Linked DNA regions of Mus musculus: all the other regions are linked to region 1. The links are chromatin contacts, called in public Hi-C, HiChIP or PLAC-seq and promoter capture Hi-C maps. All regions are on one chromosome and are shown on one strand. Each heading gives the region's core, a stretch centred on a gene start, on an enhancer-like site or on the middle of the called end of the contact. The rest is flanking DNA. Distances are from core to core; before and after follow the strand shown. Region 1 holds the start of Wnt5a (wingless-type MMTV integration site family, member 5A). Region 2 overlaps Erc2 (ELKS/RAB6-interacting/CAST family member 2). Region 3 has its middle 29 kb from the start of Gm35217. Region 4 overlaps Gm35217 (a long non-coding RNA gene). Region 5 overlaps Erc2 (ELKS/RAB6-interacting/CAST family member 2).

Evidence for each region. Promoter capture Hi-C pulls out the DNA fragments that hold promoters and counts their contacts. A called contact is a pair of places that touch in the nucleus more often than the background predicts. HiChIP or PLAC-seq counts read pairs in DNA pulled down with a chosen protein or histone mark.
Region 2: a contact with region 1 is called in a Hi-C map of the N1E-115 cell line, with 13 times the contacts expected there. The contact joins the enhancer-like site here to the promoter of Wnt5a in region 1. A contact is called at or near these places in 11 of 39 promoter capture datasets (the 3T3-L1 cell line, 3T3-L1-derived adipocytes, embryonic stem cells and 5 more), 1 of 15 datasets of contacts at CTCF or cohesin (the NIH/3T3 cell line), 3 of 484 Hi-C or Micro-C datasets (the N1E-115 cell line, embryonic fibroblasts and nephron progenitors), 11 of 115 datasets of contacts at active chromatin or transcription factors (craniofacial prominence, embryonic forebrain, embryonic limb bud and 8 more) and 3 of 9 other capture datasets (adipose tissue, embryonic stem cells and embryonic trunk).
Region 3: a contact with region 1 is called in an H3K4me3 HiChIP or PLAC-seq map of embryonic limb bud, with 2.9 times the contacts expected there. The contact joins the enhancer-like site here to the promoter of Wnt5a in region 1. A contact is called at or near these places in 5 of 39 promoter capture datasets (the 3T3-L1 cell line, maxillary cranial neural crest, pre-B cells and 2 more), 1 of 484 Hi-C or Micro-C datasets (embryonic fibroblasts), 5 of 115 datasets of contacts at active chromatin or transcription factors (craniofacial prominence, embryonic hindbrain, embryonic limb bud and 2 more) and 1 of 9 other capture datasets (embryonic stem cells).
Region 4: a contact with region 1 is called in a promoter capture Hi-C map of liver, with 2.3 times the contacts expected there. The contact joins the enhancer-like site here to the promoter of Wnt5a in region 1. A contact is called at or near these places in 7 of 39 promoter capture datasets (the 3T3-L1 cell line, 3T3-L1-derived adipocytes, frontonasal cranial neural crest and 3 more), 1 of 484 Hi-C or Micro-C datasets (cerebral cortex) and 2 of 115 datasets of contacts at active chromatin or transcription factors (craniofacial prominence and embryonic limb bud).
Region 5: a contact with region 1 is called in an H3K4me3 HiChIP or PLAC-seq map of embryonic limb bud, with 4 times the contacts expected there. The contact joins the enhancer-like site here to the promoter of Wnt5a in region 1. A contact is called at or near these places in 7 of 39 promoter capture datasets (3T3-L1-derived adipocytes, embryonic stem cells, frontonasal cranial neural crest and 4 more), 1 of 484 Hi-C or Micro-C datasets (embryonic limb bud), 7 of 115 datasets of contacts at active chromatin or transcription factors (cardiomyocytes, craniofacial prominence, embryonic limb bud and 3 more) and 3 of 9 other capture datasets (embryonic stem cells, embryonic tail and pancreatic islet).

Annotation. Positions count from the first base shown.
Region 1 is chr14:28,504,081-28,509,253 of GRCm38.p6, forward strand. Wnt5a (wingless-type MMTV integration site family, member 5A) reads left to right here and starts at 1,393. Exons shown (of 5, transcript NM_009524.4): 1 at 1,393-2,034. The coding sequence starts at 2,029.
Region 2 is chr14:28,204,545-28,209,342 of GRCm38.p6, forward strand. All of the region lies in intron 16 of Erc2 (ELKS/RAB6-interacting/CAST family member 2), which reads left to right. Among named protein-coding and RNA genes, the nearest start is that of Gm52097, 180 kb to the right of the region's middle. Within about 2 kb of position 1,622, at least 1 of the 459 cell types and tissues checked has an H3K27ac peak or open chromatin away from gene starts, as enhancers often do. A contact at or near this core is called in the N1E-115 cell line, where this site is marked.
Region 3 is chr14:28,825,225-28,829,932 of GRCm38.p6, forward strand. No RefSeq gene overlaps it. Among named protein-coding and RNA genes, the nearest start is that of Gm35217, 29 kb to the left of the region's middle. Within about 2 kb of position 1,802, at least 3 of the 459 cell types and tissues checked have an H3K27ac peak or open chromatin away from gene starts, as enhancers often do. A contact at or near this core is called in embryonic limb bud, where this site is marked.
Region 4 is chr14:28,774,254-28,779,472 of GRCm38.p6, forward strand. It overlaps Gm35217 (a long non-coding RNA gene), which reads right to left. Exons shown (of 4, transcript XR_383318.1): 3 at 3,624-3,815; 4 at 3,121-3,305. Among named protein-coding and RNA genes, the nearest start is that of Gm35217, 22 kb to the right of the region's middle. Within about 2 kb of position 3,463, at least 5 of the 459 cell types and tissues checked have an H3K27ac peak or open chromatin away from gene starts, as enhancers often do. A contact at or near this core is called in liver, where this site is marked.
Region 5 is chr14:28,237,732-28,243,218 of GRCm38.p6, forward strand. All of the region lies in intron 16 of Erc2 (ELKS/RAB6-interacting/CAST family member 2), which reads left to right. Among named protein-coding and RNA genes, the nearest start is that of Gm52097, 140 kb to the right of the region's middle. Within about 2 kb of position 3,115, at least 5 of the 459 cell types and tissues checked have an H3K27ac peak or open chromatin away from gene starts, as enhancers often do. A contact at or near this core is called in embryonic limb bud, where this site is marked.

The DNA of each region.
Region 1 (5,173 bases), core at 143-2,642:
CTACTCTTGCCTGGCCACGTTGGGGTGAGGAACAGTCCTGTCTAGCAAACCTCTGACACCAGGGACTTTGCAAGATGCACGAGCCCACTCTACCCTCCAAGCCCGGGCTTTAAGCCCAGGGCGCAAGGAGACATCCCAACCCAACCAGGATCCATGTCAGTGAGGTCCTTTCTGTAGAGGTGCCAGTAAATGCAGTTGGGGACAGTTGAGCCAAGGGGTCCGGATCGGAAAGTTGAGGTTCAGACCCCCAAACGGGTCGACGGCTTTGGAAGAAGCTGAGCCGATCAGGAGGCAGGCAGGCAACAGCAGTGAAATGAACCTCGTTATACAGATGCCTGGGGGATGGGGAGCCTTGAGGAGGGGGCCCAAGGGGGAGCGTACCCCGCCTCCAGGCACCCTGTCCCGTAGTACAGCTTTAAAATCCTGAGAAGTTTGTCATAGGACAGCCTCATCACGCATGCGCATAGGCAAAGTTGACTTTTTTTTTCTCTCCCCCCCCCACCCCCCTTTGCCTCTCCAGCCGTGTTTGGTTCTGCAACTTTAAAAATATTTTTTTTTCGCTGAGAACACCAAGGGAAAGAGGAGTCTGGAGAGAGGGAGGGCGAAAGTGAGGGAGCTGGTCAGGAGGGCCGGGGGTGGGGGGCACGCGGTCCCCTCGCTGGGCCAGTCAGTCTGTGGGGCACCGCATCGCTTGGAAAGTTGCTGCAGGCTCCGAGGCACCGCCTCCGCCGTCCGGAGTCCGGATTGTGCGGCCGCTGCATTGCCATCTCCTTCCGCGGCCTCCGCCGGGCCCCACGACCGCCCCTCGGACCCCGGCCGCGACCGAGGAGGTGGGCAGCCTCGGCCGCCATGGACCTCTGGAGTTGAGTCGCCACCGCGGAGCTCTGCGCCCTCCGTCCTCTCGCTCTGTTCTCTCTGGAAAGGCGGGGGGGTGGAAAGAAGAAGGTTAACCCGAAGAAAGGAAGAAAGAAAGAAGGGGACCAGAAGGGGGAAGCCAACGTTCCCCCACAGGCTAGCTGTCCATCAACCGCTCAAGCCACCAAGCGGCAGAAAGTTCAGGGCTGCCTTGAACCCATTTTCTTTGCGCCTGGTTTTTGCCAGACTCTAAAATGAAAGGACAAAATTTGGCGCTGACTCTTGCAGCTCTGATGGCGACTTGTGCGATTTCAGCGGCATCTCCCGGAGAAAAAACCATGCGTGCCTGATTGTTCTGTGGTCCCATAGCCGCCGCCGCTGCTGCTGCTCTGTGTGTGTGTGTGTGTGTCTGTGTGTGTGTGTGAGCGCGTGTCTCTGTGTCTGCGTGTGTGTGCGTTTGTGTGTGTGTATGTGTGTGTGTTTGGGTGTGTGTCTGTGTGTACACAGAGGTTCACTAGCTAACTCAGCTGCAGGAGCAGTCCCTGGAAGCAGACGTTTCGGCCACAGACCCAGAGAGGAGGAGCTGACAATCAGGAGGCGTGAGCCGCCTGGAGTCTGCAGAATTCGTGGTGTGAATGAACTGGGGGCATCTTGGGCACAGGGATTGCCCCCCCTCCTTCCCCGCCTCGGGCCACAGTTGAGTAGTGGGGCATTTTTTTTCACCTTCTTGTGAAGAATTTTTTTTATTATTTGTTGTAAAGTCTTTTGCACAATCACGCCCACATTTGGGGTTGGAAAGCCCTAATTACCGCCGTCGCTGATGGACGTTAGAGAGGGAGCGCCTCGCCGCGGAACAGTCGCCTGCGCGCCCTCGTCGGACCCGCGGCTCCTGCACTGTGTCCCCGCTCGGCCCTGCGCTTGCTGCTCGCCCGCGCGCGCCGGCGCCCTCTCGGTTCCTGGGCACATTTCCACGCTATACCAACTCCTCTGCCCGAGTCCGGGCGCCAGTGCTCGCTTCCGCTCCGGGTCGCTGCGCCCACCCGACGCGCCCAGGAGGACTCCGCAGCCCTGCTTTGGATTGTCCCCCAAGGCTTAACCCCGACGCTTCGCTTGAATTCCTCGGCCGCCTTCGCTCGGGTGGCGACTTCCTCTCCGTGCCCCCTCCCCCTCGCCATGAAGGTAAGTGTTCTGTGCGCACGGACGCTCCCTACTTTTTCCCCCCCTTTTCAAAGTTAACTGAACTCTTTCAATCTATCCCTATCCTCTCCATTTCTCTAACTGCCTGGAGAAAGCTAAACTCCAATATCGCCGGCAGGGACTCCTATCTTTTCGTCCCTTACCCTGGGGACACTGCCTCTGCGTCCTTGGAGACTTTTTGCACCGGCTATTCTTCAAACCTTTTCAACTATGGAGAAGAGCGAGGGCAGGAAAGACAGTTCGGGTCACAGGCGGCGCGCCTTTTTACCTCGAGAACTGGAGTGTAGTTTTACTACGTGTATTTCAGTGACTGGATAATGATTCGATTCATCAAGTATATATCAAACGCTCATTTCACCGGCACGCGGAGATTGTGTGGCTGAAGCTCTGAGGCCGGATGAGGACTGTGTTAGGAGAAACGGCTGCGAGACTAAGGAAACTAGGGGCCACCTACCCTAGAGCAACGCACACCCCACCCCCAACCTCCGATCAGGGCCCAGTTCCCGGCTCTCCAGGTCGAGTAACCCGAGCGTTCCCGGCCCCTGTGCCTTTAAGAGTGCCTGGCGGGGGGCCAGAGCGCACCCCGCGCGGGGAGCAGGGTCGCGTTATTAGCTTTATTAGCGGCCTCTGGGTGAGCTCAGGTCCTTTACTGCAGCATTGGGGGCGGGGAGTAGTGGTCCTAGTGGCTTTAATCCTGCCCCCTGAGCGGAGTCAACCTAGTGCTTTGGAGACTCTAGGGCCTCTGCGTTTCGAGATCGGGCGGGGGTTAGTTTGTGAACTCGTGTTTGTTTTAATTGTCAGTTGTATGTTAAAGCCGAGTCACACACTCTGAGGGTCACCGAGAGTTCACTTTTACAAAAAAGTTAACGTTTCGTCTTGAAATATAACTAGCAATTTTCCAAACAACTTTTCCTTCGGTTATCCTCCACGCCTCGATAACAATTTCCATTTATACTTCATACCTCTCATTTCCAGCTTTCTAGTAGGGAGTAAGGTGAAGATCGGTACGAAGCTGTTTCCTAAAAGCAAACAACGTTCTTTCTTCAAAGAAAGGGTTTTAAACCCCGGTGCTTCTAAGGCCCTGTTTTACCCTCTATGCCCTGTCCGAGCCACAGCTCCGTGGTCTCACTTTAAATGAACAATTCGCTCCTGGGAAATAACTTGGGTCGGGTGATGAGGTCGTACCTCCTCAGCATCTGCTGTCTTGACGATATTAGCACACCTAGCCAGATTTAATTTCAAGACATTTTCCATCAGGCGAGGCTTTGCGGGGGGGGGGGGGATTTGGAGGAGACAATGTTGTAAGTACCCAGCAATTGAGGAATGGCGGAAAGTAGGGTATGAGAGGACGCGTTGGGACCCTTGCTTTGCTTTGGGGACTTGGGGAGCTGGAGATCAGTTTTTGACAAGCTGGCTTTAGTCTTGGCGGTTCGGCCCTAGATCCTCCAAAGGAGGTCCAGCCCAAGACCCTGGTCTTCCCTTCCAAAGCGCTCCTGTGCACAAGGGGCGCGCTACGTGCCGGCAAAACTCTTGAGCTTTAACGCGGCCTTTCTAACCGGCCGCGCGGTGCCGGCTGCCCCCTGTTGGCCATCTGGAAATAAGGCCTCTCTGAGTCCCAGTCCTTCAACTTTGCACCCCTGGAGACAACTCAGCCCCACTCTTCCCACCAAGACCCTTCTAAGGTCTCCGCCAGGGGACAATCTGTGTTACCCCGAGCTTCAAATAGAAAAGAGCCATAGGTGTAACCCAGCAATGAGGCCTTGGGCAATTTGGACTAAGGATTTCGACCCTTCTGGTCACTGGTGAGGGAGTGTCACAGTACAAGGCCTCGGGTGTGGCCCTGGTTGTCTCACCAATTCTTTCTGTGGTCCTGGATGCTTGTTGTGTTTCCCTCTCTCAGCCTCTGCTTCTTCATCCATTAAACACAGAAACAAAAACAGTGATTTTGTTTTCATTTATGAACTTCGTCTGTAAAAAAAAAAATCCCCTGTAAAGATTGGGAGTGAACCGATCTTTGATTTCTCACTCTCTCTTGGGGCTACACAACTGTTTTAGACAAATGACTCTGTGCTCAGTTACTCGAGGTAATTGTGTGTGGGTCCTTGAGAACCCTGGGGGAACATCGCTGAAGCTTAGGAAAAGAGCCGAAGTTTATCTCCTGGACTATTACTGTTCTCCGATCTCCTGGCAATTCTGGGTCACTCGGGAATTTTTCAGGTTCCTTACCCTGACTGCAGCTCCAGACAACCTCTGGCTTATCTCACTGGCTATTTCTGCCTGCTGCATGTGCTCTGACCACGTGTATTCATGAAGTGGGACAGGTACAGCTCAGCTGGGCCCAGGCCCTAAAGATGGGGAGCAACGCTTCTTTTGTCTACTCCCCCTTAAGCAGACATTGGTCATTTCTTCATTGTCTTCTCTCTGCCATTCTTGAAGCCGGAGAACCAAGTTTGTTCCAGCGACAGAGTTCTTCTCCCTCAAGTTTCTCCATCGGTCTTCTTGGTTCAGAGAAAGAGCAGACTGGAGAACACTGTTCAATTTCCATCTCTTCAAGAACAGAGATCTGGGAGTTTCCCATCTTCCTTTTCGCCACTGGGAGCCTGGGTCACTCTCTTCCGCCTAGTTGGCATCTCTCATCATTTCCACTCTCAGACGTGGGCCCTAAATGTAGAATCTAGCAGAAGGAAATGACCCAACTGGGAAGTAGGGCCACTGCCCCCTACTTCCCGCCCCTGACCCTGGAAAAAGACTCTGTGCCTAGCCGCTCTAGTTGGGAGCTGAGCACTTTTATGTGTGTCCTGTAGCTATGTAGACCGAGGAAATAGTCTTTTCCACCAACTTCCCTCTCTTTCGTGTTGGCACCTTAGATCAGCGCTGCAGCCTGCACCTCTCACCTAGTCCACCCTGAAAGCTTTGAGGTTTCCTTTATGGGGAAGCAGCAGCATCGAGATTCAGCGTCTTTGGCTTCAAGACTCGCAAACGCTTTTCCTTCGCTTCACCCACCCCTGCGCTGCACCTCTTAAAAGCCCGCACCCTCCACTGTACGCCGGGGAACGACAGATGCTCCGGCTTCTCAGCCTGCTTTCCCAACCCTATTGGAAAACATTTGGCTCGTTCTCTG
Region 2 (4,798 bases), core at 372-2,871, 300 kb before region 1:
TGTGAGCACAGAAGGGTATCCAAGCATGCTCTAGCACAGGTTAGAGCTGAGAGAATGCAGAAGACTGCTTATAACGCTCCTGCAAAGATCAAGGCATTGGATCCTCAACAGTGTGCATACTGAATGTGAAAACCTGTAAAGACAGGAAATGTTTCCAGCAGAGCATAAGCCTGTGGGTCCAACCTCAGCCCTTCCTGACTCTGGGCAGCTGATCTGAACTCACAGCTTCACTATGGGCAAAATGGGAAGTAACGTTAGTGAGAGTGAATGTGGACTTTGTGAAGAATGCTTTGTCCAGAGCTAAGAAATAGTATAGAGAGGCCATCGGGTGGCAGTGGAAACCCTTCTGTCTTGCATACCTCCCCTTTGAGAAGAGTGGAAATATTCTGAGGAACCTCGCCATATTCTTAAGGGAAGTGACCCCAGAAAATGTCTCAAATCCATTCCAGCTTGTATAGAGAGTTCTTCCTGGCCAGCTTTGCCTGCCCATGGTGACGTCATATGTCATGACTCCTGTGTGGGTTTACCTGGAGCACTGTTTTCAGACTCAATCATGGCATAGAACAATCCATTCTTTCTATGACAACCTATTTGTTTTGCGATCGCAGTCGTTTTTCTGAGGACATGTAGGGCACGAATTCTCTCAAAACAATGGGAATGATGTAGGAACGAGGTCTCATCTAATGGGTAGCTAGGCCCCTGCAAAGCAACTGGTTCCAACTAAAGGTCACTTGCATCCTTGAAATATTCCCTAGGTACTGTGTACTAGGTCTCACTCTTGTTCTGAGAGTTAACACCAACATCATTTGTAAGTAAGAATGTTTTGTGTCTGCAATGTGACTTTAACTTGATAAGCACAGAATGGATAAAGTCATGCACAGTGGTGTAGGGAGAGGCTACATACAGGCACACTGGAGAGATTGCCTATATTCACAAAGCTACATCACTAGTAAATTCCAATGCCCAGCAGCTGTGGGAAAAGATGAGCTTCTCTAGTAGATACAGCCATGTGTAGAAGCAGACTTCAGTGAGGGGAGATGTCGTGGGGAAACTACATCTATTACATCTACTATTTACATGGAAAGCCCCTCCCATCAGATACATGGGAAGAATTCCCCCAATGGGGATATACTGTTGGGAAAGCTAAACATTACCCACTTTCTGTAAGCCACTGTCTACATGCATAGCAGCCCAAGGGGTCAGATTTTAGTTTCTAGACTTTTGAGCGTTTGTTTTATCAGGTGTGTTCCTCTTCTACAAGAGGCTGCAAGGCAGAGGGGGATTTAGAATGCCTGGGAGCACTGTGGCTTACTGTCCCTGGCCGATGAAGAGCTGGTGGACGAGAATCTAGTTTCAGACGCGATAACTAGGGCTGTGAGTGCCCAGGAAACCTGCCTCTGAACATGCTTTATGCGGACCACTTCCATTTGTTTCCCATATCAGTCTTCAGACTTAACAGTTTGGGCTGGACTGTTTCCTGTATTGGGGTCAGCTGCATCTCGGAGAGCTCTGCACCAGTGCTCTGGTGCTGACATGACGCGTTATCACAAGTATAGAAGCTTAATACTTGGATTTGCTATCTGCACGCCAGATGAATTCAAGCTGAGCTGCATGGTCCACTCAGGGGTTCGCAGGGGCAGGGTCTGTGGTTCTTACCTCAGGTGTGGCCACTTCCTCCAAGCTCATGGTTTTGGAAGAATCAATTGCCTTCTCTTGATTTTCTCATGGGCTCCCCATCTTGAAGACATCCAGGCAGGCAGAGTTGTTATCTTTCAAATCTCTGTAGCCTTTGTCCCTGCAGAATATTTGTGGCTTTCTTTTCAGCTTTTAAGTGGTTGCGTGAGTCACTGGGGGTCTACCAGAATAAACCCATGCGATCTGCTCATTTTAAAGTCATTCTACCAATGATATTAATTACACAGGCAAGGTCTCATTTGCCAGACATGCTCTGATGCAACACCAGGCAACAGAGCCATGCATCCAGGAGCCTACTTCCTCTAAGAGAACACATGCCCAAACATATTTCTCCTAAGGGGACATTTTGCCATAGTTTAACCCTACATGGAGCTGAAACTACTTGTTAGATTCTTGTTTGTTCATGTGCCCACTGGTTCAACAAATAATATTTCAACAGATAGCATAGGTAATTAATATGTGGTATGCCTGTTTTCATTATTCAAAGCATCTGTCTTTGAATTGCTCATACAGTAATGGTAGAAGCAGGCTTAACAAGGACTGCCCTGAGTGATGGACTTAGAAGTTGCTGAAGTAAGGGTCTAGAGTACTATGGAGTCAAGGGAGACTTTTAACCAGCATGCTCCAGGTAGAAAAAACTAATTGGTGAGAAACGTGTAGCCAGTCTAAGAAACCAGCGGCAGGATTGTCTTCTCAGCAAATACCCAACCATGTCAAATGGTTTTTCTGTCTTTCTTGGGACCCATTAGTTTTAGCCTATTCTCTTAAGTTCGGGAGTCTGAGTGGGAAGGTGGTGTCTTGAACACACTATGTAGGACATAGAGAAAATTGGCCAGAACCATTATCCAGCTTATGTACAGATTTTTAAATAAGGAGCCTACACTCCCCATCCCACTGTTTCTGATAGCATGGCATCTGCCATGTAACTCCCTAAAAAACAAAAGAACAACTATCAGCCAAAGTTTCTTTTTTATCTTAGTTTTTCATGCCTGAGCTATGAATTTCAAAGGTATTTTTTTTATCCAGGCCCTACTAGTGTAGGTCTGAATTGAGAGGGAAGAGTATAAAATATGACATAGACTTCAAAATTTAAGAGTAATGTGAATTGATACATGGTGTGGCATAAACCCTTCAGTGTGCACAATGGGAAATCTTGCTTTGATCCCAGATCATATGTAGGTTCTCTGCCAATTTCAAACTTAAATTGTCTTGGTTTTTCACTTACAAAATGAGAATATTCTTATGCTGCTAGCTTGGTTTATGCTAACTGGGTTGCCTTGATGCACGTTTAATGACCCCAAAGCATCTCATTGCTTCTTAAGACACTTGAGTTCCTACACAGGGAGCTAGATGAGGATACCTGATGTGTACTCTCCTTGTTGTTGATAATTTCGTTTCATCTGCAGTTTACTGATGTAGATAGCCTTGTGAAGATGTCCATAAATGCTTTCATCTTCTTTTCCAAATTTTGTATCTTAGCCCATCCCCGGAGTCCTTTTTTCCCCTTGGCCTTGTAGATCCTTTTCCTGCCTCCCACATGCTTTGAAGTGGGCTTTGTAGCATTCACAGTAGCCAACAGGGTTACATGAGAAGACTTGGAGAAGCATGTGCTGCCCAAGGCGAGGAGAGCTCTTGACTAACCCAGCATGTGTAACTTTGATGGAGGGGCTCACATTAATAGGAGAAATAATTTTGAAGGAATGATAAAAATTCGGTGTTTCTATTAAGGTCGGCTCTTTGAAGATGTTGTGGCAAGCCTTTTATTTTCTTTCATGTAACTATTTACACATGCTGAGTATTTCTCTGTTCCACAGTTTGGGGTCTTGTAAAGAACAGTGGCAGAGCAGAGCATAAGCCATTGGCACTGATGGCTGACCAACTGGTCACCTGTATTCTGTCACAGTAGGGTCAGTATCCAAAGAGCCTTCCTAGGCAAAGCTTCTGGAAAGCTGCTCAAATCTAAGTTTGTAAGACAGTGCAGAATACTAGAAAGATCTTGGAGACAAGAATTGAGTTACCTTGTGCTTTAATAAGCCTTGTTCTTATCTGCCTGGTAGAACTTTCTGTGGTGAAGGATTTTCTGACTAGGTTCACTGGGGTAGTGGTCAATTGATCTGTGTAATTCTTGAGAGCTTAAGATGTGGTTATCAGGACTCCGACACTAAATTACAAATTGTATGTAATTCAGCTACTTTAAACAATCCTGCATGGTTGCGGAAAGTGTACTAGAAAGTGTAGGTAGCCTCTGTAGTCTGAGAACGTTGTGGAATTGTGGGCAGCAGGTTAGTGTGCTGGAGTGAAGTTGCTTTGGTTCAGTTCCTGACTCTCACTTGCTGCAGAATAAGGTATGTGTTTTCTCTATGCCTTAGTCTTTTTAGTACATCAAATAGGGAAGAAGATTACATCCACCTCATTGAACCATCATTGTGAGGACTGAAATAAATGTTACACCTACTATTCATTCATTCTTTTAATGGACCTTACATTATAGAATTGTTTTAGCCAGATTGCTGGATTCACGATACATCATTAGCATAGGCCCATGAGTCCCATAAACATAAAGATAATTACACATGCACAAGTCCCCCCCCTTTGCCTTTTTCTTACACCAAGAACCAGAACATTAATTATAGCTTAATGTCTGCATGGATTTTACCCCTTTCCGAACACAACTTGGATTTTGTATTTTTATCTCCCTATAAACTGGTGATATTTCATATGTAAGGTGTGATGTGTTTATGCCCTTTAATGAGTTCTTCTCTACAGGCCTCTAGGTCTTCTTGACACTCATTGACCATGTTCTTCACACTTCCCACCATTTGAAATTGACAACTGCCTTATTAATTGTTATGTCATATATCCATGAGTCTGTCTTTTTCATCCCCATTGGAGCTTCCAGAGTTTAGAATGCATAGTATATAATTCATGGATACATCATTAAACATTTCCATTTATCCAAATAGTTTACTATATATACATTTTGATGATCACATTAGTGAATTATTTTAAACTATTTTTTAAAACTCAAAATGCTTACACCTTACTAATGAACATGCTCTGAGGATAACTTATTTTGTTGTTTTCCATACTGATACAGCAAGTG
Region 3 (4,708 bases), core at 552-3,051, 320 kb after region 1:
CACACAATAGCCAGTCATCTGTAATTCAGGTACATCCCATACCAAACAGATTCATCCAATGTCACTCAGGCAGCCAGCTAGTCTGAGGTGGTTCCTTTCAAGAAGAGAAGAAAATTAGCTATTGAGTGACCATTATCCACCATGTGGAAATGGGACAGAGGGAAGAACTACATCTCACTGCAGAAAACCAGTGCAGATTAGACATAGGACAAATACTCACTTGGATTTCCAATGACTATTCAGTCTCTTGTGGAACCCAGTAAATTTTGAGCTGAAGTGTGTTCAAGTTTGCGCCTATAACTTGTCAGTGTGTAGAAAATCTGATACTTGAGAGTCTAAAAGAAGCCCAATTAGCTCCTTTGTCATACCCTTTCCACTCTGCATCCATCTGATTAAATAGCCAGTCACTTCAAAAATACATATGTATCTCCCATGCTGCACTGCATGAGGGGATATAGCAAAGATCAAGATCCAGGGGTGCCTTACACCCCAAGTCATGGTCTATGGCCATTCTAGGTGTGTGGGCAGAATAACAGGGGTTGGTACTGAGGAACACAGAGAAAACCTAGGTATCTAGTACATGGAAAACTCTTTCCTGAAAGAAATGACCAACTGAGGTCCACCGTACTTACAGGTACTAAGCAACTAAGTATGTGGGGAGTCGATGCTGGCTGCTATGTGGGTGACAAGCACAAAGGGAATTAGTGGGTCTGACTAGGCCAGGGGCAGGCCCATGATCATTCTGGGAGTCAAAGAATGGGTTTCATGCATTGCCCTTTCATAGGTCCATCATGGCTACTTTCTTGATGCCAGGGACTGTAATTTTTATTATAAACAAAACACCTGCCTTAGTATTTACAGAACATACATACATACATACATACATACATACATACATACAGGGTACACATTTCATTTATTCATTTATGTAAATTAAAAGCCATGTTTTTCAGTGTGCACATCTATGGTTTCTGACTGGGTAGGGAGCTGTGTAGTTGTTCCCTCCACCAGAGTATAGAAGGCTTCACTTTTCAAATTTCCCCATTCTAAAAAGATGGCTCAGTGGGTAAGAGTGTTTGCTGTAGAAGTGTGAGGACCTGAGTTCAGATCCTAGCTCCCATGTTAAAAAATAATAAAGCAAGGTAGGCATAGCTGTGCACATGTGCCTGTGTCCCTGCTGTAGGGGCAGAGGCAGGAGGATCACTGGGGATTGCCGGACTCTTTGGATTCAGCAAGAGACACTCTTTCAAGTACTAAGGCACAGTACTAGAACAGGATATCCAGCCTCTTCCTCTAGCCTCCCAAGTGCACAGGCATTCATCCCCACATGCTGCTCCCCCCACCCCAACACACATACTCCTGTACATACTACTTACAATAACAACAATACGATATTTACTTATGATGCTGTCTAGTAATCATTTGCTATCTCTAGTCTCTCCTTGACTAGTTCAGATCTAGAGCTTCATTTACTCTCCAGACCCACCTACAGGATACAAGCAGTGTTGTCTCTGCCAAGGAGGCAGCCAGGGACAGATGCATTTTGCCTCCTTCATTCCCTGCCTTTATCCTGGAATCTCCCAAGTTTCTTGACCTATAATCCTAAAGGGTCCATTCTCTGGACACCATGTAGAATGTTGCAATTTATTCAGGTCACGTGGAGGAAAAGATCTAGTCTGCTTGAAAATCTGCTGTTCTCAAGCCTGAAGCTCTGCTTCGAAAGGGTTTAAGAGGAGAGAGGGCACTAGCTGTCAGCTTGCCTTTCATGGTCTTCTGCTGTGGGGCTAAAAGCATGCACTTCATAGAGCCAATAAAATGCACCTTGGGCCCCAGAAATGTTAGGACAGCTGGCTTCCAGACCCTCCCACCCTGACATCTTTTTCATGAAGTATCCATTAATTCTTTTTAATCATCTCTTGATTTTTACCAAGGTCATTATTTCTGCAGGCACTTCACTGATAAATGGTGGGATGTTTTTATGTTGTCTTTTTCCTGTGGTGTGGTGTAACTTTCTTTGTCATCAATACATACGTCAAAGCAGGCTAACCAGACGATTTCCCCAGCCGGAGCATATGGTTGGGTCATGCAAACAACCATCGTAAATCTTCCTCGACAGTGGCCAGAAATGATACCATGACCTGGTCCCCATGGAATCCAGATTTATGAAGATCTAAATGTGAGACCTGAGTGTTAGGCACATGGGTTTTTTAAAATGTGCCACGTGAATGCATCTGCCTCTTTCTGTGGATACTTGCCTCCACATGTGGCAAGTGAATGAAAAATATGTGCAGAGGTATTTGAAAAATCCTTGAGGTGCCTCAATAAGCTTCCCTAGCTCCCCATGCAGGGTAAACACCCAATAAATATTCACTGAGTGAGCGAGTGAGTGGATGGATGAATGAAGTGGAGCTTCGGAGAGCTATAAAGTCATCTCATTTTTCTAGAAAGGAGCTCACTGCTTGGAGGACACAGTCCATTTGCCTTCCCTACATCCCTTCCTTTCTCTGCTTCTGAATGCATACCCAATGTAGTCAGGAAAGCACTAGAGCCTGGGAGGGGGTGGTAAATCTTATTTAGTTCAATAAGAACATGGACATTTTTCAAGGAGACTTATTGGCCTGAGGGGGAGGCATGTGACTCCTTTTGACCCAATCAGAGTGAAGGGGCAGGGTCTCAGTTTATGCAAAAACATGCCATTTTTTGTTTCCTTGTATGCAAATAGGCAAGAAGCCATTGATAGCACTTGGTACACAGCAGCCCTTACTGTGTGATGCTGTGCTGAGCACTTCTTTTTTTTTTATTTTTTTTAGTAGGTATTTTCCTCATTTACATTTCCAATGCTATCCCAAAAGTCCCCCATACCACCCCCCCCACCCCCCTACCCACCCACTCCCACTTCCTGGCCCTGGCGTTCCCCTGTACTGAGGCATATAAAGTTTGCACAACCAATGGGCCTCTCTTTCCACTGATGGCCGACTAGGCCATCTTCTGATACATATGCAGCTAGAGTCAAGAGCTCCGGGGTACTGGTTAGTTCATAATGTTGTTCCACCTATAGGGTTGCAGATCCCTTTAGCTCCTTGGGTACTTTCTCTAGCTCCTCCTTTGGGGGCCCTGTGATCCATCCAATAGCTGACTGTGAACATCTACTTATGTGTTTGCTAGGCCCCGGCATAGCCTCACAAGAGACAGCTATATCAGGGTCCTTTCAGCAAAATCTTGCTTGTGTATGCAATGGTGTCAGCGTTTGGGGGCTGATTATGGGATGGATCCCAGGATGTGCCAGTCTCTAGATGGTCCATCCTTTTGTCTCAGCTCCAAACTTTGTCTCTGTAACTCCATGGGTGTTTTGTTCCCAATTCTAAGAAGGGGCAAAGTATCCACACTTTGGTCTTCGTTCTTCTTGAGTTTCATGTGTTTCGCAAACGGTATCTTATATCTTGGGTATTCTAGGTTTCTGGGCTAATATCCACTTATCAGTGAGTACATATCATGTGAGTTCTTTTGTGATTGGGTTACCTCACTCAGGATGATGCCCTCCAGGTCCATCCATTTGCCTAGAAATTTCATAAATTCATTCTTTTTAATAGCTGAGTAGTACTCCATTGTGTAAATGTACCACATTTTCTGTATCCATTCCTCTGTTGAGGGACATCTGGGTTCTTTCCAGCTTCTGGCTATTATAAATTAGGCTGCTATGAACATTGTGGAGCATACGTCCTTCTTACCAGTTAGAACATCTTCTGGATATATGCCTAGGAGAGGTATTGCAGGATCCTCCGGTAGTACTATGTCCAATTTTCTGAGGAACCACCAGACTGATTTCCAGAGTGGTTGTACAAGCTTGCAATCCCACCAACAATGAAGGAGTGTTCCTCTTTCTCCACATCCTTGCCAGCATCTGCTGTCACCTGAATTTTTGATCTTAGCCATTCTGACTGGTGTGAGGTGGAATCTCAGGGTTGTTTTGATTTGCATTTCCCTGATGATTAAGGATGCTGAGCACTTCTTTTGGAGGTCTAGGTACCAAACACAGCAGGAAAGAGTTTACCCTTGGTGGCATAGTTCAACTCCCAGACCAGATTCTCCTCTTGTTGGCAAGTGAGCTTTCTAAAATGAGTCACCTGAAAGTGGGTGGGTCTGTGTATTTCTTCTGAAAACAGAAATCTGTGCAAGTTTGAACTACAGAGAAGAAAGCTTAGAGAGTAAGGAGGTGAGGCTTTGTCGTGTGTGTGTGTGTGTGTGTGTGTGTGTGTGTGTGTGTGTGTGTGTGAGTGTGTGTGTGTGTGTGTGTGCGTGAGTGTGTGTGTGTGTGTGTGTGTGTGTGTGTGTGTGTGTGTGTGAGTGTGTGTGTGTGTTTTAACCTTAGGAGTAATGCTGACCTCTGCATGGAGAGCATACAGGAAGATCTTAGACTCTAGCTTTCACGAGGCACCTCCACATGCCTGGGGGCTGATTTCACTTGTCACTTTCATGCAAACCTTGCCATTGGGAAAAGAAGCCTCCATTCCTCTCATGGAGGCCTTTTCTTCCCTTCATGGTGCTTGTTGGTTTTGGTGACAACCCAGAGAAATGTTATTTCTCTTGCCTACACGACGATTCTGGAGTTCTCCTTTCACAGTTCCCATAAGCAAGACACCATACAATTTATCCAAAGGCAGGGAACAAAGAGCTTCTCTAAGAAGACCTTACCCTGGAGTTTGTATTT
Region 4 (5,219 bases), core at 2,213-4,712, 270 kb after region 1:
TAAGAAATGAATGCATAGGGCCTGCAAGATGGCTCAGCATTTAAGATCTATAACAAGTTGCCAAGGAGAGTCCACCATCTCATCGTGACCACAGTGCTCACACGCTAGGCTTTTGTCTTCGCCTCCATCAGTCTGCCCCGTTTTGAGCTATATAGCCAGTATTCAGGAAAGCTTGAGAGATTGTTCTGTGATCTTCACCAAGAAGCACAGATCTGCAGTTCCTTTCTTCCATGGCGTCTTGTTCTCAGGCTGGAGGCAGGCCTCTGGCACGGGCATGCGCAATGTGGCATGCCATGGCATGACCTGGAGCTGTCATGAGCTGTCATGCTTGTGACCGGGTTACCTTTCCAGCATTTGAATTTAGCCAAACAAAAGTGCTAAAACACCTTTGCTCCTGAGTGACGATAGGTCCACCAGTATAATGTCAACCGGACATATCAGACATAGTTGATGTATTAGGAAAAACTCCTTCATATTGTGTGAGAGCATAACTAATCAGCTGTTCTGTGACTTGTTCAGTTGATTCTTCTCTGGACTGTACAGTGGTCCTGGGGTATGTCCATACAATACCTCTGCATTCCACACTCAGTAGAGGATTCCCTGGTTACCCAGGATGATTTTGCCTAAAGCTGGCGATGGCCTGTTCGCGGGCTAGCTGTGAGGTTCACGATGTTTGCTTATATTTGGTGTGCATTTTTTTTTTTTTGTCTTAGATTATCAACTTGCAATGGCTTTATGAAGATGCGTCCTGGTTTTAAGTTGAAAACCACCCGTACTCTGTTTCTGTCTTTCCATTGATCTATATATCATATGTGAACTGATTTTTCCAACAGGCCACCAATTAAACACCTTAACATTAAACTGCATCAAATAGATACTATACTTGGCTAGAAATCTCACTCACTCTCTCTCTCTCTCTCTCTCTCTCTCTCTCTCTGTGTGTGTGTGTGTGTGTGTGTATGTGTGTGTGTGTGCGTGTGTGTGTGTGTGTGATACTTCACACAGGAAAGATGAACATTTGTAGTTCTTTTTACCTGATGCTGGCTCTGTTTCCATTAGTGTACTGCTAACCCCATTCCCCAAGGGCAATGCTATTAGGTAATGAGCAGTAAGTTTACTGAGGGTTGAATAAATAAAGAAAGGTATCCAGAGGAACTATTCCAACATTTAAATACAAATTGAAACAATCTATTCCTTTTTTTAACCTGCAGACCACAGTCAAATATTTTTTTTTTAGTGACTTGTAACAAAATCATTTTAAATACACATGTCTTTGTGCAAAATCTAAAGCTTTGTGGCCATATCACAGTGCAGGTTCATTCCCTGGACTTTAAGCATGAGCTCAGAATATTAGAACACACACAAACCTCTGCCTTGCCCACTATTAGAAAATTTAAATCCTAGGTTAAGACCTGGTCTCAAGTTAAGTACAGATTTCAGTGGGATTTGGAAAAAGCCTTTAAATAGATTTTTATTGGTTTTTAAGAACAGGGTTATTTTGTGTTAATAATGGGCATACATTAGGCTTTAGATAATTGCTTTATGTAACTTGGAGTTTTGGCTTTCAGCTAAATAAACACGCTCTGTGTTCACAGGTGTATTGTCCTCAAGGGCACTCTGCTTTTAAAGGTGGCAGCTGTGGCCAAGGTGTTGCTGATACAGTTCTGTGTATAATTTATTGGAAACAGGTGCTGGCTCATGATGAAGATAGACAGGAAACTAAAGCAGACAACATGTTTAACCACCATTTTAAAAAGCCCAGGTTCAGGGAGACAATGTGTCTGAGATGTTTGGGGGATGTTGCCAGCATCCCAGCACAAGCTTGAAAGCTCCGGCAGACACCCCCATAAGGAAGATATTGTACATGAATTTCAAACAGCCTGGCCTAATGAGTGCCTGATGCTACACAGCCAGATTTAATTGATTATATGAAAAAGTTTTAGTTTGTGTAAGGCTAGCAAAAAAAAAAAATCATAAAATACTTTCCTAAGCTAATTGTTAAAAATTACTTTCAAATGAGGTAATAACTGTTAGTTTTCAATGATCTGGACAGCGGATTAGGCTCTAATGCGCTTTCATTATTTTTGGAATATTTGCTCAGGGTGCTGGTTCTGTCTGTGGGTACGTCAGTGTATGGAAGAGCCAAGATTCACGTCCACAAGGTGCAGGCACAGGCTAGGGCGGCAGTGCAGGAGACAGACTCTAGAAGGCCAAGATCTGGATGCTTAGCCTTCCCTCTGGGTTCCATGTGCTTGTGAGATGGGGATGAGGGTTAGACATGGCTGTCATGTCTAGTGTTTTGTGGTACCAAGGAGGAGTGAAAATGAGTCAGCGGCACCATAGCCCCCATCCCAAGCCCTTACTCCCCAGAGAAAAGCAGGAGGATACATTAGCTCAGATTTTCGTGTGGCATTCCCCCCTGGCAACACATATTTGGTATTTCCCCAACTTCTTTTGAGTCTAATCAGTCCCCTATCGTAGAATGCACATGTGCAGTAAATATGCATACCAAATGCAGCCGAAAAAGTTGTTAAAAGTGCGTGCACAGTTTTTCAACCTCAAGAACCTAAATATCTTGGCCATTTGCATGCTTAAAAAATACCCAAAGGCATTAGACCACATTACGGACTATTGGCTTGCCAAAATTCATTTTTTGGGGGAGGGAGTGGGGGGAAATATTTAAGTTATAACACACGGGTGTAAGAGGGGAAAAAAGCAACTGAAACAACAAAATTTGGTTTAAAACAATTTACCTTGAGGCTTAGACACTGTGTGCCAGAAATGCTGACAAGCCTTTGTACCAACACCAAGGGGCATACACAGTTTAATATCTGCTTGATATCAAAAATCAGGGACAATTTAATGCTTGCATTAATTTGAAAGACTTTTGTGCAGTAGGTAGAAAGTTATCCATTCCCGTTCCTAATCTCTATCAGCCACCCTGTCCCCAGCTCCATGAGAAAGTGACTGACGGGGTTGCAAAATCCCAAACCTGCTGGGGGGCCTTGCAGAGGCTTTTATCGACCTCCCAGTAGCCCCCATCCTGGTTAGACATAGGAATTTGGTTTGCACGTTGCCTTGGAGCCGTCAACAGAGGTTTAGCATAGAAAAGCAAATAGCTGGTGTAAAAATAAACCTTTTATTTAAGAAAAAAACTTTATAAGGCCCCTTTATTTAGAGGGAGACTCACTCAAATAAATACGCCGTTAACAAACTTATATAATGAATAATAATATATACTGTAGCAAGTGATGAGATGGGATCCCACAAAGCAAGTGCTGAAATCCGATGATGGATTATCAAACCTATAGGATAAATAAACTCTGTCAATTAATAGCTTGTCTTAGGGATGCGTTTCTGTAGAAATACCCCACAAGGAAAAGTCCCAATCGCAGGAGTCCAGAGAGAGTAAATTCTGAATCGAGCAGAGCCAGGTTTCAACACAGTACTCTTTCCTGGGTAGGACTCAGCTTGGGGGTCACGGCATGATGAGTCCAGCTTACTGACAGAGAAATGTGCTTTCTCCATCCAAGCTAATGAATTATCCAGCCATTTGGGACCCACATGTCTAAGTATCAGAAGCAGCTATTTATAATTTATTTAAAAGGGAATTGAGAACCAACCTGGTTTTCTTGAATGTGCTTCTTGCCAACAAAGCCCTGAAAGCACCCATTCAGAGACGTGGTGCTCTCACGTGGTGTGCACGCCCATTCTTCTCCGAAGTCGATACGGCTAACCCAGTCAGAAGCTGCATATTGACTTTGGAAAGGAGTTGACTCCGTGCTTGTGACCAGCTGCCCTCTGATGTTGGAGCACTAGAGTTAGGAGAGAATAGCAACCAGTGGGAATTCCCAGATGGCCAACCGCATGCTGGCAACTTTTCCAGCATGTTGTTTTGCAGGGTCCTCATTTTGAAGCAATGGAAAAGTTGTCAGCCCAGGGTTCTGTGAATGCCGCTTTCTGAGTCTGTCTTTCCCTTGACCTTGAAAATGGGAAGCTCTCGCTGTTGCAAACGTGTGGATTAGAGCTGCATTATGGATATTTGGGAGACTAAACCTTGATACATGTTAGTCCATTGATCCACCCACCCATACTCATCCAGATTGGGTACCATCTGGTTAGACACTTCTTATAAAAACAACAACAAAAATACAACAACAAAACCCAACTTAGTTCTGCTGCCTACAAAGCTGCTGTGTGAAGGCATCTATTCTGTTTTTGATGCTTTTGCTGAAACAAGAAAGGACTCCCCTGGTCAGGCCTAGCCGATTCCCATTAACAAGCATCTCCTCTGAGGTATGAGAAGCCAGCTTGGCCTGCCTGCCTGCCTGCCTTGTTGGGTTCCCACACTTGGGCATTCTCCTCTCATTCGAAGTACCTCTGGGCCAGGTACTAGGTATCTAAAGGGTGAATGACTGCTACTTCCCAGAGCCTACTGAAATGAGGGATGCCAGCCCCTCCCAAACCTGCTGACCCTGATTATTCTGTTTCATATCTTCCTTCCAAAGAGAAAAAAAAAACAAAAAACAAAAAACAATAAAAGTTCCTGCCCACATTGTCCTCTCAGTCTGTCTGCCTCCTGACTGATTGGTACTCTTCCATGTGGCCTCAGATGGCTTAGCATGGCCCTTCCTCTGGCAAAAAGCTACCACTTCTTTGCAATGACACTTCACTCCTGATATGCCAGTCTCGCCATCTTAACAATATCAAAACCTACATTTAAGACTAGGTAGAGTATGGGGCTGCCAAGATGGTTCAGTGGGTAAAGGCACCTGCCCCCAAGCCTGATGACATGGGTTTGATCCCTGGAACCTACACAGCAGAAGGAGACAATCAACCCACACAAGCCGTCCTCTGACCACACGGACCATGACACACATACATGCATGTGCCACATACAAAATAATGCAAGAAATAAGTGTTGCTTGTTTAAATAAGGGGAATAAATATACATTTCTTCCCAATCTGAAAGCCTCTGAATAGAATGAAATTAGCCTTGTGATTGGAAATTGGAGATCCATGCTGGCCGTTAAATAACTAACAAAGTAGCCTAACCAAATCTTTCAGTCTTGCTAATTTTAACTTGGATCACCTGGACATTCTCCATCTCTTGATTCTGGGAAAAGTCACACAGATTACTGTATATGAGACACCTCATTGTGTGCCAGAAAAAGGGTTGGATTCATTCTTTTCCTTTAAGCATCTCGCCGTTCCTCACT
Region 5 (5,487 bases), core at 1,865-4,364, 260 kb before region 1:
TAAAATACTCCCTCTCAGCCTCATCCGTCCTCCTCATTTCTTCACTTCTTCTTCATCATACCATTCCAAATGATGTCAAAAGTAGAGTGCCGGACACAGCCAGAGCTCCCCAAACAAGCTGGTGCAGCCGACATCGCTACACTTATACTGTCATGAGTTAAGGAACAATGTGATCCCGGGTTCTCCTGTGTGTGAGTATGTGCCCAGTTTCCTTTACTTGTATGTAGTTTGCACATTTAAAGATATGGCACCAATTAAAAAAACCTCTTCTGGGTAAAATTTTAAGCCGTATTTTCCACAGTCACTTGCATGCATTACATCGAAAGAATACCAACATTCTTATTCAAAGAACCATCAAGATGTTTTTAGCCCCTGAAAGCTTTGATTCCCTTTTCAAAATAAAAATCAAGAAACCTTATAAAAACTAGCTATAAAAAGTGCCTCACCAAGGAAATAGTCAATTATGTCACATTTTACCATGATAAACAACACGCCAAATGGGCACTGTGTTCCTAGACTCATTCGGAGGAGAACCACACAAGTGTAACAAGTAAAATTTATATACAGGATTAAGGGCAAAAGTGTGTACTGCAGCTTGTTTGGCCAACAGTGTATGATTGCCGAGCACTATTTGTCGGTTGGAGGATCAGCAAAAGCCTGGTGTATAAAAACTCATGCCGGTAGGAAATGTACTGTAAATCAAAGTCTAGTCTGCTCCAGAACATCACATCTTCAAGTTGTAAATTAACCCACGTAAATCCAGGTTTCTGGGTAATGAACAACATTTCCAGCCACAGGGAAGGCTGCGGTAGATAAGCCCAGGGTAGACTCAAAGCTGTACTGTGCCTTCCTTCCCTGGTCTGGGTGGGTGCCGGCGTGTCCACTTCTGTTGCTAGACTGACCTTCTAGAGATGGCCGGGCCAGGTGTGCCCTGGGTGTGGCTGGGGTATGGCTTGATGAGCACTCTGAGATTTGCTTTTCCTACTATGGTTGCATCTGTTTCCTATTCTGGCTGGGAATAGCTGTTCCCAACAGGGTGTGGCCTGAGAACCTGGTTTGTGTGACTTTTAGAAGCTACACTCAAGTCCCATGTTTGTCATGCTAATCAGAGATCCTTTTTGATGTCTTGACTTGTTGATATCTTATACAAACTGGGGACCAAGTGCCCTTGTCCAAGAGGAGAAATCACTTTTCTTTCTGAAATGCTGTATTGTTGCTTTAATTTTTGTTAACTGCTCTTGGGGAAAGGCGAGGAAGAAGAAAAGAGAAACATTTGTCTTGTAAACAAAAGGTTCAAGAAAAGATGGAGGCAAGGATGTCCTGGATGTTTCCACTGCTTCCTAAGTCTTCTCCATCCAAATGGAGTCACATTCACAGAAAGACTGCACTTGGTACTAAAACTAATACTAGCTCTGTCTACCGTGTTAATAATAATAATGTGTATGTGTGTTGGGTGTGTCTGGCACTGTGCTATTTTTATGTATGTGTTCTCCCAATTTCTCCTTATTAATGGAAGAGCTACTACCTAGACAAAAGGACAGTCCCCGGTTAAAGAAGTCTGGGTGAAGAGCCCAGGTCACTAGCTCTACCTCCTAAGCTTGGGAGAATTTTGGAGGCAGTGAAGACTCCATCTGTCTGTCTCTTTTGGCAATAACTGTACTCATTTCTTTTCCCTCCATCTGGGATGCAGGTACCTGCATCTGATGTTTCTGGGCCTGAAAGAACAGCACAAATGAAAGCCCAGTTTAGCTAGCTTGTGTGCCTGTGGTAATTGGAGTTCACCTGGAAAACTATTAGCTTTAGAACACACGTTCTGAGGAGATGATAACTAAAAGATTCTGCCATATGCAGACCCTCAGGCAGGGTCCCCTCTGGCCCAGCTTCAAGGTGAAACTAGTCTATGTCTTACCTCCATGGACCAGGGCAAAGGCTACTACCAGACTGCTTCTGCTGTCCCCCTTATCCCTGCTGCCCAGGATCACCTGCCCGCTCTTCCCTAACCAGAGGTGGATCATCTAGGTTACCTTGGTTCTCGTTCCCCTGGACTCTGGTCTGCCCCAGCTCATACAGAGACCAGGAAGGGAAAGAGTCTTCCCATTGGACATATTTGGTCAGGCCTGGTTAGGGCAGACTTAGTGTGTTCTCTCTGTCCAGGTCTCTCCTTCCTCAATTATCCAATCTCCTTCATCACTCGTTCCCTCTCTCCCTCTCTCCCCCTCTCCCCCTCTCCCCCTCTCCCCCTCTCCCCCTCTCCCCCTCTCTCCCTCTCTCCCTCTCTCCCTCTCTCCCTCTCTCCCTCTCTCCCTCTCTCCCTCTCTCTTCTCTCTCCTCTCTCTCTCTCTCCACCCATTATTCCTTTTACCATTAGTCAGTGGGGGAAGGAGGAAATTGTAAATTAAAGACAGAGATCCCATGACAGTGGGCAGTTTAGAAGCTGAGTGGGGAGACTGGCAGCTGGGGAACACGTGGGGCCCTTTCAGAGAAAGCAGAATTTTGCTTTACCAGGCTCTTGGCTGTCCTAAAACGTCCAGTGAAGAAAACAATGTGTTCTCTAGCTGTACTTGAGAATAAAATCCCTGTTGGGGTAAGCATTGACCTAAAACAAATTTAATGAGGCAAGAACTGAAATGGACCTGTGTTTTATGTCCCTAAACTGGCAACATGTGTCATTCTCCTAACTCTGTCCAAACAAATACTAGTAATTAGTCAGTATTAATGAAGGGCTTGCTTTTTAAATGGGAAGTAAAGGAAGCTCGCTGAAAAGGCAGATTATGTTCCCCTGGTTCACCAGGGATGAAGAAAGCTGCCTGTCAACCACTGGGCCAGACTGTACCCATTACCTGGTAGCAGCCACCCATGCTTAGGGCCAAAGATCTGAAGAGAGCCCCCACTACCTCAAAAGGAAGCCTTGCATCTTAGAGTCACACCTGTAGAGTAAGCACAACTCTCTCTCTCTCTCTCTCTCTCTCTCTCTCTCTCTCACACACACACACACACACACACACACACACACACACACACACACACTCCTCTCCCTCTTCCCCCTGCCCACAAACCGAGGCAGTAGCACTGTAACTCAGTGAGCAGAGCCTAGAGGATAGATAGTGTAGGGTTACAGGAAAGCCAAGAGACCAGGGACTGCAGTATTATGAAACTGTTGAAAGACCATGGGGTCGAGGAGTCTCTGGGTGGTTTTGCTCTCTTTCAGGCCACAGCTCTGGGAAGATATTTTTCCCTAGGTGCCTGAATGTATGGTCTGTGGGACTCTTACTACAAGAACTTAGGTTGACAGTACCTCTCCATGAAATCCTATGGATTTCTTTGCCAACCAGGCTGATTCTTGAACTACTGTAGACTCTGAGGTTGTGTCCTCTTGTCTCTTTCCTCAGAGTAAGGACCCTACCTCATCAGGCCTTCTGGAGTCTGAATATAACATACTGAAAGTATGGGTTAAATGAGGGTCTCAAAAGGCAGTGGAGGTTAATTACTATTCTCAGCTTTGGCAATACAACCAGAAGGATGTTTGTGTCTTTTTTTTTAAGATTATGATTATGGACTTCTAGTTAGAATAATTTGGGCATCAGGCAGGGGTAGCAGCCCAGATTTGGAGGGAGGGGACTGAAATGACAAGAATCTCAAATTGGATAAGAATATACACAAAGGCCACTTTCTTTCCTCTGTAATCTTTGTTCCTTACAGTACATCCCTGGTGTTCAGTGAACCAAAACACAAACTTAAAGTTTTCCCTTGTGTGCACACAATGATCCCAGGATATTTTTAACCCAAATCACCTTTCCTGGGAGCACCTGCCAACAATTTGGTTTATTTTATCACCACCATTATTATTATTGAACCAGAACCTCCCAACCACCTTCTGTGTCTGTGGCATAGGTGTTGCTTTGGGGTCTTCTTTACGCTTAGTACTGTTCTAAATTTAGAATATATTAAAGAAAACTAACACTGTTGGCTGGTGTCTAGATGGGGTGGGGTATGAACATGCCAGGTAAGGGAAATATTAGACTGGCATTAATGAAATTGTCACTTGCAGAAAATGAAGCTGGGTGGTGGCGATGCATGTCTTTAATCCCAGCATCAGGCATATCCCTGTGAGTTCAAGGCCAGCCTGGTCCACAGCATGAGTTCCAGGATAGCCAGGCCTATACAGAGAGACCCAGCTGTTGCTGGCTTATGACACTCTTGGTTTCACTAGCACGTCTGGTTAAAGCACTCCTGAAAGGATACTAGATTTATTTTCTTGGCAGTTGAACCATTCAATAGAAGCTGGGGGCAGAAGGATGGGTGACTGTGAGCAGTGATAGGTGTCTGTCATGTGAGATCATGTCTCTTTTTCCTCACTGTTGCAAGGTTCCTGCAGCCAGGATAGCAAGGGCAAGTTGAGCCAGCTGCCTTACTGTTGCCTCTGGAGTCTATGACAGCCTTTCAATCCACGCTCTGCAGACATAGTAGCAATGAAGCCATGTGCTAGTGGCTTGGAATCTGTACTCCTGGACTGACCATCACAGTTACCCTTTCATTGGGTCTGGATACTGTCCCCTCTCTATGCATCCATCTTGCATGTTCTAGCCTTTCAAGGGGAAAGGTGTCCCTTTTCATACTAGTTGGTAGCCCTGAAATAATAAGCCACTCTGAGCCTGGCACTGAGTGGGTCTGTGGGAGTCTGGGCTTTCTGCCCTTCTGGCTGCCTGGGCTGTAGATCCACAGGGTCTGCTTACTGTTCTGGGGTCCCAGCTATGTCCAGAGCTTGGAGCTCCTGAATAGATTCATTCCCCCCACCATGGAAGTAGTCCAACCCTTTTAAAATCCTGCCCCTCACCACCTCATTCCATGGGAGGGATGGATACTGTTGGTTTTTTGTTTTCTTCCTGAGATTGATAAGGGCAAGGCAGACTTGGGGTCTCGTTATCAAAATGCACTTAAGCTGCACTCACATGAGCAGACACTAATTAGAGATGCTGGACATAAAGACAAAAGATCCTCTGGACTTCAGTCTAGTCCACAGACTCTGCCCTTAGACAGTCCCGCAATGTTGGGTATTCATTTAGTGTGTCTTCAGGAGGTAACCTCCCCAGTGACAGCTGTTCCCTCAACCTTGAGGAAGAACTTTAAGTAACAGCCCACTCCCTGATGCTGACTTCCTGCTATCCAGAATGCCTCTGCCAGTGTGCCTTGTCTGAAAATGTCCGGTCTGAGTCATACACAGAAAACCATCACAATAGCTGCATGTTCTGTGTCAGCAGGGAGAATACAATGGCTCCCTTAGACTCTGGGAAAGATTGATTGCTGCACTTATCTCTAGATTAAATACGAATTTCAGGACCCTTTAGGATCAGCCCTTGTAGAACCATTACACCAGTTTGAACAAGAACCAATAGCTGGAGATGGATGGGCAACTTAATCTGGCAAGAAAAGTGTATTTCAGATAATTCCTGGGTCTTAAGAAGGAAAAAAAGGTCTCTTTTTTTTTTT